Linked DNA regions of Mus musculus: regions 1 and 3 are each linked to region 2. Evidence: chromatin contacts called from public HiChIP or PLAC-seq and promoter capture Hi-C data. All regions are on one chromosome and are shown on one strand. The core of a region is the stretch at or near the end of the contact, and the rest is flanking DNA. Distances in the headings are between cores, read along the strand shown.

Region 1 (4,064 bases), core at 1,057-3,556, 1.1 Mb after region 2:
CAAAACAAAGCAAAACAGAGCCGGGTGTGGTGGCGCACGCCTTTTAATCCCAGCACTCGGGAGGCAGAGGCAGGTGGATCTCTGAGTTCGAGGCCAGCCTGGTCTACAAAGTGAGTTCCAGGACAGCCAGGGCTATACAGAGAAACCCTGTCTCGAAAAACCAAAAAAAAAAAAAAAAAAAAAAAAACAACAACAAAAAAAACCACAAGTGACATTTCACACCGGTGAAGATGTGGAGCAAGGGGACACTCCTCCATTGCTGGTGAGAATGCAAACTTGTACAGCCACTACTGAAATCAATTTGGCAGTTCCTCAGATAATTGGAATCAATCTACCTCAAGACCCAGGTATCCTACTCTTGGGCATATACCCAAAGGATACCATATTCTACCACAAGGACACATGCTCAGCTATGTTCATTGAAGCTTTATTTATATTAGCCAGAACCTAGAAACCTAGACATCCCTAAACCAAAGAGTGGATAACGAAAATGTGATAAATTTACACAATGGAGTATTACTCAGCTGTTAAAAATATATACCATGAAACTTGCAGGCAAATTGATGGAACTAGAAAAAAAAAATTCATCCTGAGTGAGGTAACCCAGACCCATAATGACAAGCATGGTGCGTACTCACATATAAGTGGATATTAGCTGTAAAATAAAGGCTAGCCATCCTACAATCCACAGACCCAGAGGCACTAAGTAAGAAGAAGGGTTCAGGGGAGATGCATGAATTGCCCTGGAAAGGGAAAATAGAATAGATTTTCAATACGGACTCCAAGTTCAGATCAAAAAGAATCAAACACGTGAAATATAGTCTTTACTACAAAGAAGTAATTATAAACGTGGGCATATTTAAACATATGGGGAAAATTAGTGTATTCTACACAAGTACTTAGAGGCTGCTTTTGCTAAAAGGGTCCATCTATTTCTTGGGCCTCAGTATAAATAAAAAACGAATGACCTGGTATCTCTGTTGTCATTTTGCCCGGGACTTTGGCTGAAGGCACAGAGGTGTTTTTATCTTTTTCTTCTCCAGTCACCTTGAATTCCAGGATGAGCGCCCATCCCACCCTTACTCCACCCCCCAACCCCAACCAACCCACCCTCACATCCCCCAAAACCAGGAAGAACACCTATCCTACCCTCAGCCCTCCACCCCCACCCCCCCACCTCCTCCCCACCCACCCCCACCCCCCACCCCCACTCCCGTCCAGATGAGGATGCTTAGCCCTTAGAGATTGACAGATGACAACTCAACAGCCCACCAGCCCCTGTCAGGACCACACGATTTAAACCTAACCCTCATGTCAGGACCTTCAGGGTGGGCTGGAGCACCAGGGTCACTCTCTTCCATTTTCCATGTGACTTCTCTCCTCTCTCTTTAGCTGAAATAGTGGGTTCGGTGTGGCCAAGGCTAGCCTATTGAGGCTACCACAGCCTGGGCTTTGCCTTAAAAGGCACCACACACACAGAGCAAACTTGGGGATCAGATACATCGTTGCCCAACCCCTTGGCTGGTGGACTTGGGCTGTCAGATTGTGGAGGAAACATTTGAAGTAGATGCTAGCTTTTAGTTGTTGGTTGTTTTTGTCTTTGTTTTGTCTGAGGTTTTCCTGGGAGCTGTTTGTTTGCTTTGCTGCACTGCAGGAGTTCAAATCCAGGGCCTTGTGCTCGCTGGGCAAAGGCTCTCCCACTGAGCTATTGAAGTAGAGTTTAACTAATTACTCTGGACATGAAGATTTTTCGTAATGGTCAAATCTGTAACGTTGGCTTTTAAAATATTGTCTATGTAATTTCTCTCTTTTTGTTGTTGTTACTGTCCAAATATGTCTTTAATTTTTAACTTATTAACAACAAAGGGGGGCAAGCTGTGGCCAAATCTCTTCTGAGATTTCCTTTTTTTTTTTTTAAATAAAATACAATTACATCGTTGTCTCCTTTTCATATGTATGTATTTCTAAATATATAAATACTACTTGCTCTTAACCTCAGAAAACCTTTTAACTTCTGAAAAGAGAAAGAAGCAAATCCATGTCGTGTCCTGTGGGGATCCAATCTCCTGCAGTCTTAGAGAGGAAAGGCCACTCCTGATGCCTGCTGCTGGACCGCTAGGGACTCCATCAAAAGCATTTCTCAGCAACAGCCTGGGCCATGGAGCCTCAGGCCTGCTTGCAGTGAAAGCAAAACTCAGGATTCCGAGGAAACTAACAGGTATTTTAGAACCTCCCTGGCAGAGAGGGCTGAGCCTGATTGGGGCGGTTCTGAAGAACAAAGCAGCCTTTGCCAGAGCCCTAGTTGGGGCCCTGGGCTGTGAAAGACCCCTGATAGACATGCAAATAGGAAAGGGGGCCTGAATAGCCTGCCATCCCGGCCTGGGAGATAGCACAGCACATGCCCCAGCCAAAAATAACGGTTGCTGTAAGGATCTGTGGGTCAGGCTGAACTGTGCCATTGAACACTTCGCTTTAAAGCGCCTCCGCGATTCTGAAAGGCAATCACGCACTCAGTAGCTTGCCTTAGTTAATTGGGCCGAGGTCTCATCAGCTAATCAGGGAGAGCCTGAAAACTATTATTGGTTACAAAAAAAAAAAAAAAAAAAAAAAAAAAAAAAAAAAAAAACAACTCTTTACGGATAAAAGTGGTTTTTTAAACATTGTTTTTATTTTTAGAGAAAAAAAATCACTATAACTCAAACTTCTGAATTCACAACCTATGGGAAGGAAATAGGTAAGATTTTTATAGAGACTTCAGTAATTCACCTGAGCAAGGTTCAACTGTCAAGATAAGTAGTTAAATTTATGAAATGAACGTGTTAGGAGCCCTCCGCAACACTCCAGCGCTCCCTGAGGGTCTTGTCTTGGGGAACACACAGGATGGCCGGTGTCCCATGCTCCTTCAATAGGCTGAGCCCTGAGAAACAGCAACAAAAGCCCACTGATGGGCCCTGGTCACAGTCCGGAGGAGTCGCTTCTCAGAGAGCAAGGTAGCAGGCTGTGCCAAACCTTCCTTCCTTTCTAGACAGGCTTCGGTATGGGGCTGTGACCGGCCATTCACAATCGTTAGCACAAGAAAAACACCTCATAGCACACGTTTCTTATCTCTAGCTAAAGGTTTGCTTGCTTCCTTGCTCTGGTGCTTGGTGGGATACAGAGTAGTTATCTGAGAACTGTATCGGTTCCTGTCTTAAATAAAGATATAAAAGTAACTGTCGCTACAAAGAAGGGAAACAGAATTGAGTCATATGCAACAGGTTAGCTTAAGGATAGCCCCAGAAACTGGGGGCAACCTGGGTTAACCTGGGCCAGTTCCTCCTTCTCAGTAAGGCAACCTCCCCCGCACCCCTTGCTGCCTGTAGCTCCAGATAGAGTTCTCAGCTACGTTTCCAGTACCATGACTGCCTTTACGTGACCATGTTCCCCACCATACTAACGAACTAAACCTCTGAAACTGTAAGCAAGACCCAATTAAATGCTTTCCTTTGTAAGAGTTGCTGTGGTCATGGTGTCTCTTCACAGCAATAAAACCCTAACTAAGACACTATGTTTTCTTCTAGAAGTTTCGGTGTTTTCAGGTTTCGGATTTAGGTCTTTGACTCACTTGGAGTTTTCGAGTTCGTTTTTTTTTATGCACGGTGACAGATAGGAGTCTAATTTCATTCTTCTGCTTATGGGTATCCATCTTTCTTTTTTAAAAATGAAATGGCTGTAGTTATATGTACTCATGTGTGGGTCTTTGCTTTGTCCCATAGATTGCTGTCATGTCTGTTTTTATGTCAGTATCATTGGTTGTGGTTATTGTTGTAGTTTGAGGTTTTTTTTTTTTTTTTTTTTTAACATAGCTTAAAATATGGAATGATAATTCCCCTTTGCTCTGTTATTTTTGCTTTTGGCTATCAGGGCCTTTTGTGCTTCCAGATGAGTTTTGGGGTAGTTTTCCCCTCATTTCTATGAAGAATGAGTTGGGAGTTTTAATTAGAATTGCATTGAATCTGAAAAGAGCGTCTGGTAGAGTAGTCACTTCCATAATATTGTCAGTCCATTTGCATTGTATATCTTGC
Region 2 (4,004 bases), core at 664-3,163:
GTTCAATTCCCAGCAACCACATGGTGGCTCACAACCATCTATAAACCATCTATAATGGGATCTGATGCCCTCTTCTGGTGTGTCTGAAGACAGCTACAGTGTATTCATATGCATAAAATAAGTCATTCTTTAAATTTTTTTTTAAATTCAAAAAGTTATTGGGGTGGCCCCAAGAACAATGCCCTGGGTGCTGGGTAGAGAGTGTTGCCAGGGTAGAGAATGCAGGATAAGCGGTCTCAGCTCTGGTGAGAGGACAGAGTTGAACGGGCTCAGCTTGGGAGGAGGTGAATCTTCAGAAAGCATCCCTGCCCGCAAAGGGTAGGAAATAGGCATTGGAAGAAGATGATCTCAGCCAACACCACAGATGCTCACAAGTGCACTAGACCCCCCATTGCTAGAACAGCTAGGATCTTACCAGCTCATATTGAAGGTCTCCCAACTAACTTGCCCCTCCCCTGAGCTATCTGTATCTCCTGGGTGACGGCCACTACAGTCGTCGGTGATGAGGGTGACAGTTGAGCTGGGGCCCTCTGGCTTGGACATCTCCTGGGATTTTGTAGAAGTTCCCTGCCCGTTATGTGCTTGAGCAACTCTGGCGCATACTTATCCACAGTGAACATTTCTTTCAGGTAATAGGAAGACACTGTAATTTCACATAATAGTCATATCTTCAAGTAATAAATTAAAAGTTGAAGATAGCATCATTCTGATTATGCTGAGTGATTCCAAAGTAGCCTTCAAAACAAAAGGTTTTGAAAAATGCAAAAGGTTTTGACATATGCAAAAATGTCTCACTCCTTTCTCCTAGTGAGACATAAACTTTATTAAGGTAAAATAAATGATTTTATTTCTATTTTATTCATTTAATTTAATTCTGAGACAGGGCATTCATTCCTGTGTAGTTCAGTCTGTCCTGCAGCTTGCTAGCCTGCCTCAGCCTTCTAAGACAGATGGGGTTATAGGTGTGTGATTTTCTTGACTATAAGTGAAATAACATTAAAAGTCCATTCTAGTTTCTTGGAGGACCAGAAAGGAGAGTAGAGATTTGAATCATAAAGAGGAATCTCTAGGTCAGAGGAAGGTGACATTTAGCATAGAACAGCTGTACGTATCTGAGTCTTGTGGATAGCAAAAGTAATAGATTAAAAGCGTGTAATGAAGATAGCAGCATTCTGATAATGCTGAGTGACTCCAAAGTAGCCCTCAAAACAAAAGATCAGCTCATTCCTTGTGGGCATTAAGTACCCACAGCACCACCATTAACCTTTGCTCCTTGCTTTTGAATAGTTGTTGCTGTCAATACTTACACAAGCTGGGGAGCTACCATCTGCCGCTATTACTGTTTAAATTGCAGTTCCCAGCAGAAATTACATACAGCACTCAGGTACAGTTTGAGATTTGTGCTTTCGGGCTGAGCCATGTCAGTAAACTTTAGCTCCAGAGTCAGACTTCCTGTCCTCCCAAGCATTTTTTTTTTTCTTCTGACTTCCTCACCCTCACCCTGATAGGGACAGGCAAAAGGCACACAGACCTAGGCTGCCAGGGTCTGGCCCACACTTTAAAACTTTTGTACTAATTGAAACTCTGTTGAGCTTGGCAGAACTCCTTGTTTCAATCGTAGGCAAAGATTTGGAGCCTTTTCTTTTCTCTCTCTCTCCTGATTTCGGCTTCTGGAAGGAAGAGCCAGTTTGTAAGGCACAATGCCGTCTGAGGTGTAAAGAGGCAAGCTTGTAGCCAGCTATCTCTAAACAAGCTTTGAAATGCATTCTAGCATCCGGAGCCAGATCTTTGGCAAGGCAACTGTTAATGTTCTGTGGTTTTTTCCTCCCTGGGATCAATGTGACGTCACCAGTGTAATTTGAGTCCCGAGCTTTGTTCACCCTTTAAATAGCCGTCCTGGGACGATTTTTACAACAGACTCCCCTGGAAGTGCCCAAGCTGAGCCGTGGAAGACCCACATCGATGAAAGCCAAGCCAAGCCATCAAGCCACCAGCATGTCCTCGTCTCTTCGAGTAAGCCCGTCCATCCACGGCTACCACTTCGACACAGCCGCTCGCAAGAAAGCTGTGGGCAACATCTTTGAGAACATAGACCAGGAGTCCCTGCAGAGGCTCTTCAGGAACTCCGGAGACAAGAAGGCAGAGGAGCGGGCCAAGATCATTTTTGCCATCGACCAAGATTTGGAGGAGAAAACTCGAGCCCTCATGGCCCTGAAGAAGAGGACAAAAGACAAGCTTCTTCAGTTTCTCAAACTGCGGAAATATTCCATCAAGGTACACTGAGCACAGCAGGCTGGGCAAGAGCGTATCCACCAATGGACCTTTAAAGACCCAGTGAGCCTGCCAGCTCTGGCACGGGCAGTGTCCCGCGAAAAGGCTTGAGAGCTTCCTCCGACAGGACCCCGAGGATGGAAAGGGACATACATAACTCACCAGCTACACAGACTTGCAACTCATTGCAGCCCTGAGCTGTCCCACTGGGAGCCAAGTGCCTTCAGCAGGCGTTGAGAACTCTCACAGCAGGAAAGGACATAGCCTGAGAGGATGGAGGCACTGACCAGAACACTGCGTTTGTGGGGACTGAGTGCACGCACCCAGGGCCGTTGGCAAGGCCCTAAGACTAAACTCAAACCTAACTTGGTTTTTGTTCTTGTTGTTCGGTTTATTATTTTGTTTTCTTTTTTCTTTTCTTCCTTTTTTCTTTTTTTAAATATTGAAGTGGGGAGGGAGGGAAGAGAAGGAATATGAAGCATAAGTGGTTTACTGAAGTTTTGTGTGTTTTTTTTTTTAAATCTGAATGTTTAAAAATGTGGCTAAATCTCCGTGCTGTTTATTGGTCAAGATTTTTAGAGATCAGTAATTGTCTGCTTGCATTGAATACAATGGCTAAGACAGTGCACCCCCTGCTGTTAAAGTCAAAGAACTGGATGCCTGGCCCAGCCCAGTAAAACCCCACAGCATGGGCTATGTTTCTACAGGATTTGTACACACTTCAAAATGGTTTGCACAAAGCTGAAATAATGGGGCCCTTCATAAATCCGAAGGACTGTGAACAACTTTCGAATGTGCTTTTTAAAACTCTCTGACTAATGCTAAAATCTAATCTAATTAAATGTCCTCCAGACACTGTAGTAAGCATTAGGAAATGAATATGGGGGATTTTAGAAGGATGCTGTGGGTTTTTTAAAATTATTTATTATGCATTGTAAGTGATACATAGCCCTAATAAATTATTATCAACTTAGCTTCTCTTTGCTCTGTGGTGATCCGTCCCCAAGGGAAAAATATAGGATGGTAAATTTTGATCATTGTAAACTTTTCTAGGGGTTGACTCTAAATCTTCCAGAGTAGCTTTATGCTGATTGCCAAACTTTTCCAAAACAAGTTACAGCGCCAAGTGTCTACAGAGCCTTCTCCCCGCCCCCATTTTAAACTTCATGGCATAGAGTTTCCCACAGAGTAATTTGGCAATATTGCTTTTATATATCCATAATCTATCTTCATTTTTCGTGAAATTTCTCCTCTGTCACTACAGCAGATACATACCCATTTATTTCTTCCTAAACGGTATGTTTTGAAGTTCGAGTGAATTATGATGAAGTTTCTGTGGGTCATTATAACATTAATATCTCTCTCCTTATTCCAGTATAATTTATAATAAAGCATTTCTAAAAAGGCATAAGCCAATGCCCACTGTGCTTTCTTAATAGAAAGGCAAAAAAAAGTTTCCAGAAATTCAGCAAAGCTACCAAGTTTTCTCTTTTAAGTTTTTCTTTTTTGTTGTTGTTGTTTGTTTGTTTTTTTGGTTTGGATTTTTGTTTTGTTTTTTATTTTATTTTTGTTTGTTTGTTTGTTTGTTTGTTTTGACAGGGTTTCTCTGTGTAGCCCTGGCTGTCCTGGAACTCACTTTGTAGACCAGGCTGGCCTCAAACTCAGAAATCCACCTGCCTCTGCCTCCCAAGTGCTGGGATTAAAGGCGTGTGCCACCACCGCCTGGCTCCAAG
Region 3 (4,292 bases), core at 935-3,434, 1.0 Mb after region 2:
GCTACGTAAATAACAAATTCCCAAACAGAGTCACTTGGCCCTAACACGGGCTTTCCACACTCTGCATTAACTCCTCTGGTGGGAAGGAGTTTACAACAGTTTGGGTCCATCCAAAAACTATATATCTGGCTGTTAAGTCCCTTAAGTCCTTAAGTCCCTGCGAAGTCTTCATGTGCTTCATCCTGCAAGGCCACTTTTACTGCTATCGCTATGTCCCCTGAAAGGAGAATATGTTCTCTGTGGAGGATGGAATGCTCCACATTCTGCATGGCCTCGACTCATTTGAATTCCCAGCTTTGGGTTTTATTTCCATCCCCCTCCCATGGAAACTGTCGCCTCGCAACTAATGGGGATTTCACACAGGAGTCTAATTTCCCTGTCTCCCCAGATGCAGCTCAGTGTGTGAGCGGGGGCTCTCTACGCTCTGCTCCCCAGATTCCAGAAGTTGGTGGACCATCTATGCACGGTGCCCCAGGGTGTGAGCTGGATCCTCTGGAGAAGAGGGAACCTGGAGATGGATTGCATGATCCCTGACTCCAGAAGGTCTCTCAGTGAGGGGGAGGAGAGATGCATGCAGAGATAAGAAGGGAAACAGAACTCACAACATGATGTCATAGGGCAGGTAGAGATGGGAAGCTGAGCCCGAGGAGATACCACAGTCAGCATCACAGCTTGGATCTTACATGCCCCAAAGCCTATGTGCTAAATGCTTGGTCACCAGCCTCTACTGAGAAAGAGTAGAGCCTTTGGGAAATAGGCCTACTGGAAGGAAATGAGGTCACTGTGTATATGCCTGTGATGATGATATTGGGTGCCTCTCTCTCTCTCTCTCTCTCTCTCTCTCTCTCTCTCTTCCTCTCTCTCTTTTTCTGTCTCTCTTCCTCTCTCTCTCTTCCTCTCTCTCTCTTCCTCTCTCTCTCTCTCTCTCACACACACACACATACACTCACACATTCATACATGTATATGCACACAGATGCATACAAGCACAGGCACACACATACACATGCACACGCACACATGTATATACATACACAGGTACATACATACACATGGATATACAATAACATGCACAGACACTCATGCACATACACACATATACATGCACATGCATATACACACATGCACACGTGCACATACAAGCACACACGCATTCACACACATAGGCACATAGACACATGCACACACACAAGCATGTGCACACACATATGTGCACACACAGGCATATACACACGTACACACAGGCACACACACTGCACACATGCCCACATGCCCACATCCACAGGCACACATTTGTGTTGCTTGTTTGTTCCTCACCAAACTGTTCTAAAGAGCAGGTTTTCATTCTGGTTCTTTATAAGACAGAGTCAGGTACCTCCAAGGGCAAATTCACCGATAATAAGGGAGGGGACAAAGGACAAGAAATGAGATAGTGCTGATGTCCAGAAAAGAAGTGCGAGCTCTAAGGAGTGAGCTCATCCAGCCTGGGGTCAGGAAAGTCACATTTCCAACCCAGGGTCCTGTTAGGAAAGACACTGGAGCCAGCCGGACCCTCCAGCTTTCCCTCCTCCTTGGGCATAGTTTTCCACCCAGGAAGGTTCTGGGTGCAAGCCTAGGTTTGAAAAGCTGAATAGGGGCAATGGCTCTCACGGCCTCATTCGTTACACTTAAGGCCCGATGTGACAAGCCAGGCACCCATCCCGAAGCCCTTTTCTTCTGTCCTTCATGTTTGTCCTGGTCTGGTTATAACTGGCCTTAGAAAAAAAATGTGCTATGTCCCTGCCCCCAGGCTTCCTGGAAGAGCCATGTGTCTGGTGGTTAGGAACAGAAGACAAGGGGTTCGTGGGCTCAGCTGTGTAACTGTTGACTGTCCTCTGAAGAAATGGGGTATTAAAAAAGTCCAGGGCCCAGGCAGGAGCCACATGTCCCATGTCATAGAAGCCACCAGCTACCTCCAGCATCCACTTGTCTCCATCCCACAGGCATCTCTGGCCCTCTTGCCAGGCCTTCGGTCACTCTCTGCTCCTCTTTTTGTCCCCACTTCACGGTCCCACCAGCAGTGCTGCCCCATGGCTGTTTTTTTCAGGGCTCCTCTCTAGTGCTAGAGGGGGTCTGTGCAGGGCTGGAGTAGGGTTGGGGGAGGGATCTGGAGGAATGCGGCCCTCCCCCCCAGCACCCAGTGAGAGCTGTATGCATAATAGAATACATTAGCCCCACTATTCAGCCCAGCCTCTTTAAGAACAATGGTGACAACTGAGCTGACTTTTGCCAAATGACTGGTTTTCTTCCACTCCGGAGCAGAGTGGAGCTGGCCAGACAAAGTCCATCCTCCATGCTTCCGAGCGTCTTGGATGCTGGGGACCAGGGGACGGGCTTTCTCCTGGACCCTTGCGCTTGACATGGACACTAACCATTAGTCTTCCCGCGGCAGAGACACAGGGGTTGAGAGGCGGGGAGGGGCTGCCACTCAGAAAATGGGCAGAAAGAGAGCATGTATTTAACACAAGCTCTCCGGCACCAGTGGTGGGCTCTAGTGGCTTTTATTATCTAGTGGTTTTACGGAAGAAAAAAAAAAAAGATCCATGTGGCTGCTAGGAGGGAACATGCTGTCACATGTGAGGCCGCAAGACACCTGCCTCATGGAAGAACACAGCTGGGTAAAAGAGTTCAGCTTCTAAGTGTAAGGACCTGCATGCCCTTGGGCAATCTCTTCACTCCTCTCTAGTCCTGGTTCTTCCTGTAGGAGGAAACTTGGCTGGGTAGGCTGAGACCCTTCACACCTTGACACCTGATGTTAAAAGAACGGTTACTCTACAGTAAAGATTCTCTTTACCATCCTAACAGAAAACCGTTCGGAAAAAAACCGGAAAGCCCCCCAAACAAAGCGAATGTTTAGTGATTGCTACAGTCATTGGCAAAGATGGCCGGGGACAGAGGAGAGCTGATGCCAGAAACAGAGTTAACTTCTTGGACATTTAAAAAAAAAAATGAATTACCATAGCTCCCAGGTTAAAACTGAAGACAGGCGGGTGACCAGGTAGGCACGGCCATGAAGACATGCTGTGTGTCTCTTTTCCCATACAGAGCCCACTGACCCTTGACTTTCTCTTCTGCCATGGATACAATTAGCACCTTATAAACAAAACCAGGCTCACAGTCCTAGGCTTTTAGCACCTAACTTTCCTCCCTCCCTCTTCCCCCCCCCCACCCTTTCCTCTCTTCGGTCTTCTCTGCTCCTACTCCCTCTCCTCTTCTACCCACTCCACCCCCAGCACCAGGGAAACCAGGATCTCCCGCATTCACAGCATTCATGTATGCTAAGCAAGCACCCCACTGCTTCCAGCCCTGTGTTTTCTTCTGAGACATTACATAATCAGCATTGATACTTTTAAGACTTTCTCCCTGTTTGTTTGTTTGTTTGTTTGTTTGTTTGTTTGTTTGTTTGTTTTTAGTGGTCCTGGGAAAGTCATCCCAAACCCTTAAAGATCTGACCTAGAAAGCAGGGCATCTTGGGAAAGAAACTCTCCCAGCTTCCCTCAGACATCCCCACTCGGCGAGGCCTCTCCCCTCTCCATCATGGAGACACCTTTTCTTGCTTTCCTTCCCACATTTTCTGATTCCCTTAGGTACCACAGGTTGGCTCTCTTATTCAGTCTACCTTCCAACACTGCCAACACAAAACAGCTTCCCAAGGCCAGAGATTACAGTTAGCTGTTTCTCTATCCCATAAAACAGTGCTCTAGCATGTAGGAAACTCAATAAATAACATTGCAGAATGAATAAAGGAATAAGTAGATGATTTTACAAGTGCTGTTTGGAGAAAGCGTACTACAGATGTGCATATCATGAGATTTGGACATTCTCAGAAAGAAATCTGAGAGGAGAACGTGAAAAGAAGAAAAGCTGTCCCCCAAGGTATGGGGGGAAGTCCCCTAAAGTGTTTACTACTTCTGGACCCTGAGCTCTTCTTCCATTTTCTTCATTTTGTATAGTTCCTACAATGACTATATAGGCTACTTTTGTAAATAAGGTAAAAGAGGAAGTCCTAATTTTTGAAAAAGAAGACAGATTGGCTGCACAGAATCAACCCAGGGCACAGAGAATAACTCGAGGCTCTTAAGGCTCAATTACACAGCTTCTTAAATATCCTCCTTCATTTTAAGCATTGGGTGGATATTGCAAAAGATCTAGGCTTCTCATTTTCTGGATAAGTGCCCCTATTGTCCGCTCCATGGTGCGTGTGGAATCGTATATTCCACCTTCCTTCCAGACCACACAGAAGCGAAGTGGGG

The links. Promoter capture Hi-C pulls out the DNA fragments that hold promoters and counts their contacts. HiChIP or PLAC-seq counts read pairs in DNA pulled down with a chosen protein or histone mark.
Region 1: a promoter capture Hi-C map of embryonic stem cells shows a contact between it and region 2, with 3 times the contacts expected there. The contact joins the enhancer-like site here to the promoter of Tcim in region 2. A contact is called at or near these places in 11 of 39 promoter capture datasets (the 3T3-L1 cell line, 3T3-L1-derived adipocytes, the HPC-7 cell line and 7 more), 2 of 115 datasets of contacts at active chromatin or transcription factors (astrocytes and embryonic stem cells) and 1 of 9 other capture datasets (embryonic stem cells).
Region 3: an H3K27ac HiChIP or PLAC-seq map of embryonic stem cells shows a contact between it and region 2, with 9 times the contacts expected there. The contact joins the enhancer-like site here to the promoter of Tcim in region 2. A contact is called at or near these places in 5 of 39 promoter capture datasets (the C10 cell line, embryonic stem cells, frontonasal cranial neural crest and 1 more), 3 of 115 datasets of contacts at active chromatin or transcription factors (differentiating embryonic stem cells and embryonic stem cells) and 1 of 9 other capture datasets (embryonic stem cells).

Annotation. Positions count from the first base shown.
Region 1 is chr8:23,359,278-23,363,341 of GRCm38.p6, reverse strand. No RefSeq gene overlaps it. Among named protein-coding and RNA genes, the nearest start is that of Gm30370, 43 kb to the left of the region's middle. Within about 2 kb of position 2,306, at least 40 of the 459 cell types and tissues checked have an H3K27ac peak or open chromatin away from gene starts, as enhancers often do. A contact at or near this core is called in embryonic stem cells and stem cell-derived epiblast-like cells, where this site is marked.
Region 2 is chr8:24,436,855-24,440,858 of GRCm38.p6, reverse strand. It overlaps Tcim (transcriptional and immune response regulator), which reads left to right and starts at 1,913. Exons shown (of 1, transcript NM_026931.3): 1 at 1,913-3,687. The coding sequence starts at 1,963. The coding sequence ends at 2,283.
Region 3 is chr8:23,397,488-23,401,779 of GRCm38.p6, reverse strand. All of the region lies in intron 1 of Gm30370 (a long non-coding RNA gene), which reads left to right. Among named protein-coding and RNA genes, the nearest start is that of Gm30370, 4.7 kb to the left of the region's middle. Within about 2 kb of position 2,184, at least 20 of the 459 cell types and tissues checked have an H3K27ac peak or open chromatin away from gene starts, as enhancers often do. A contact at or near this core is called in differentiating embryonic stem cells and embryonic stem cells, where this site is marked.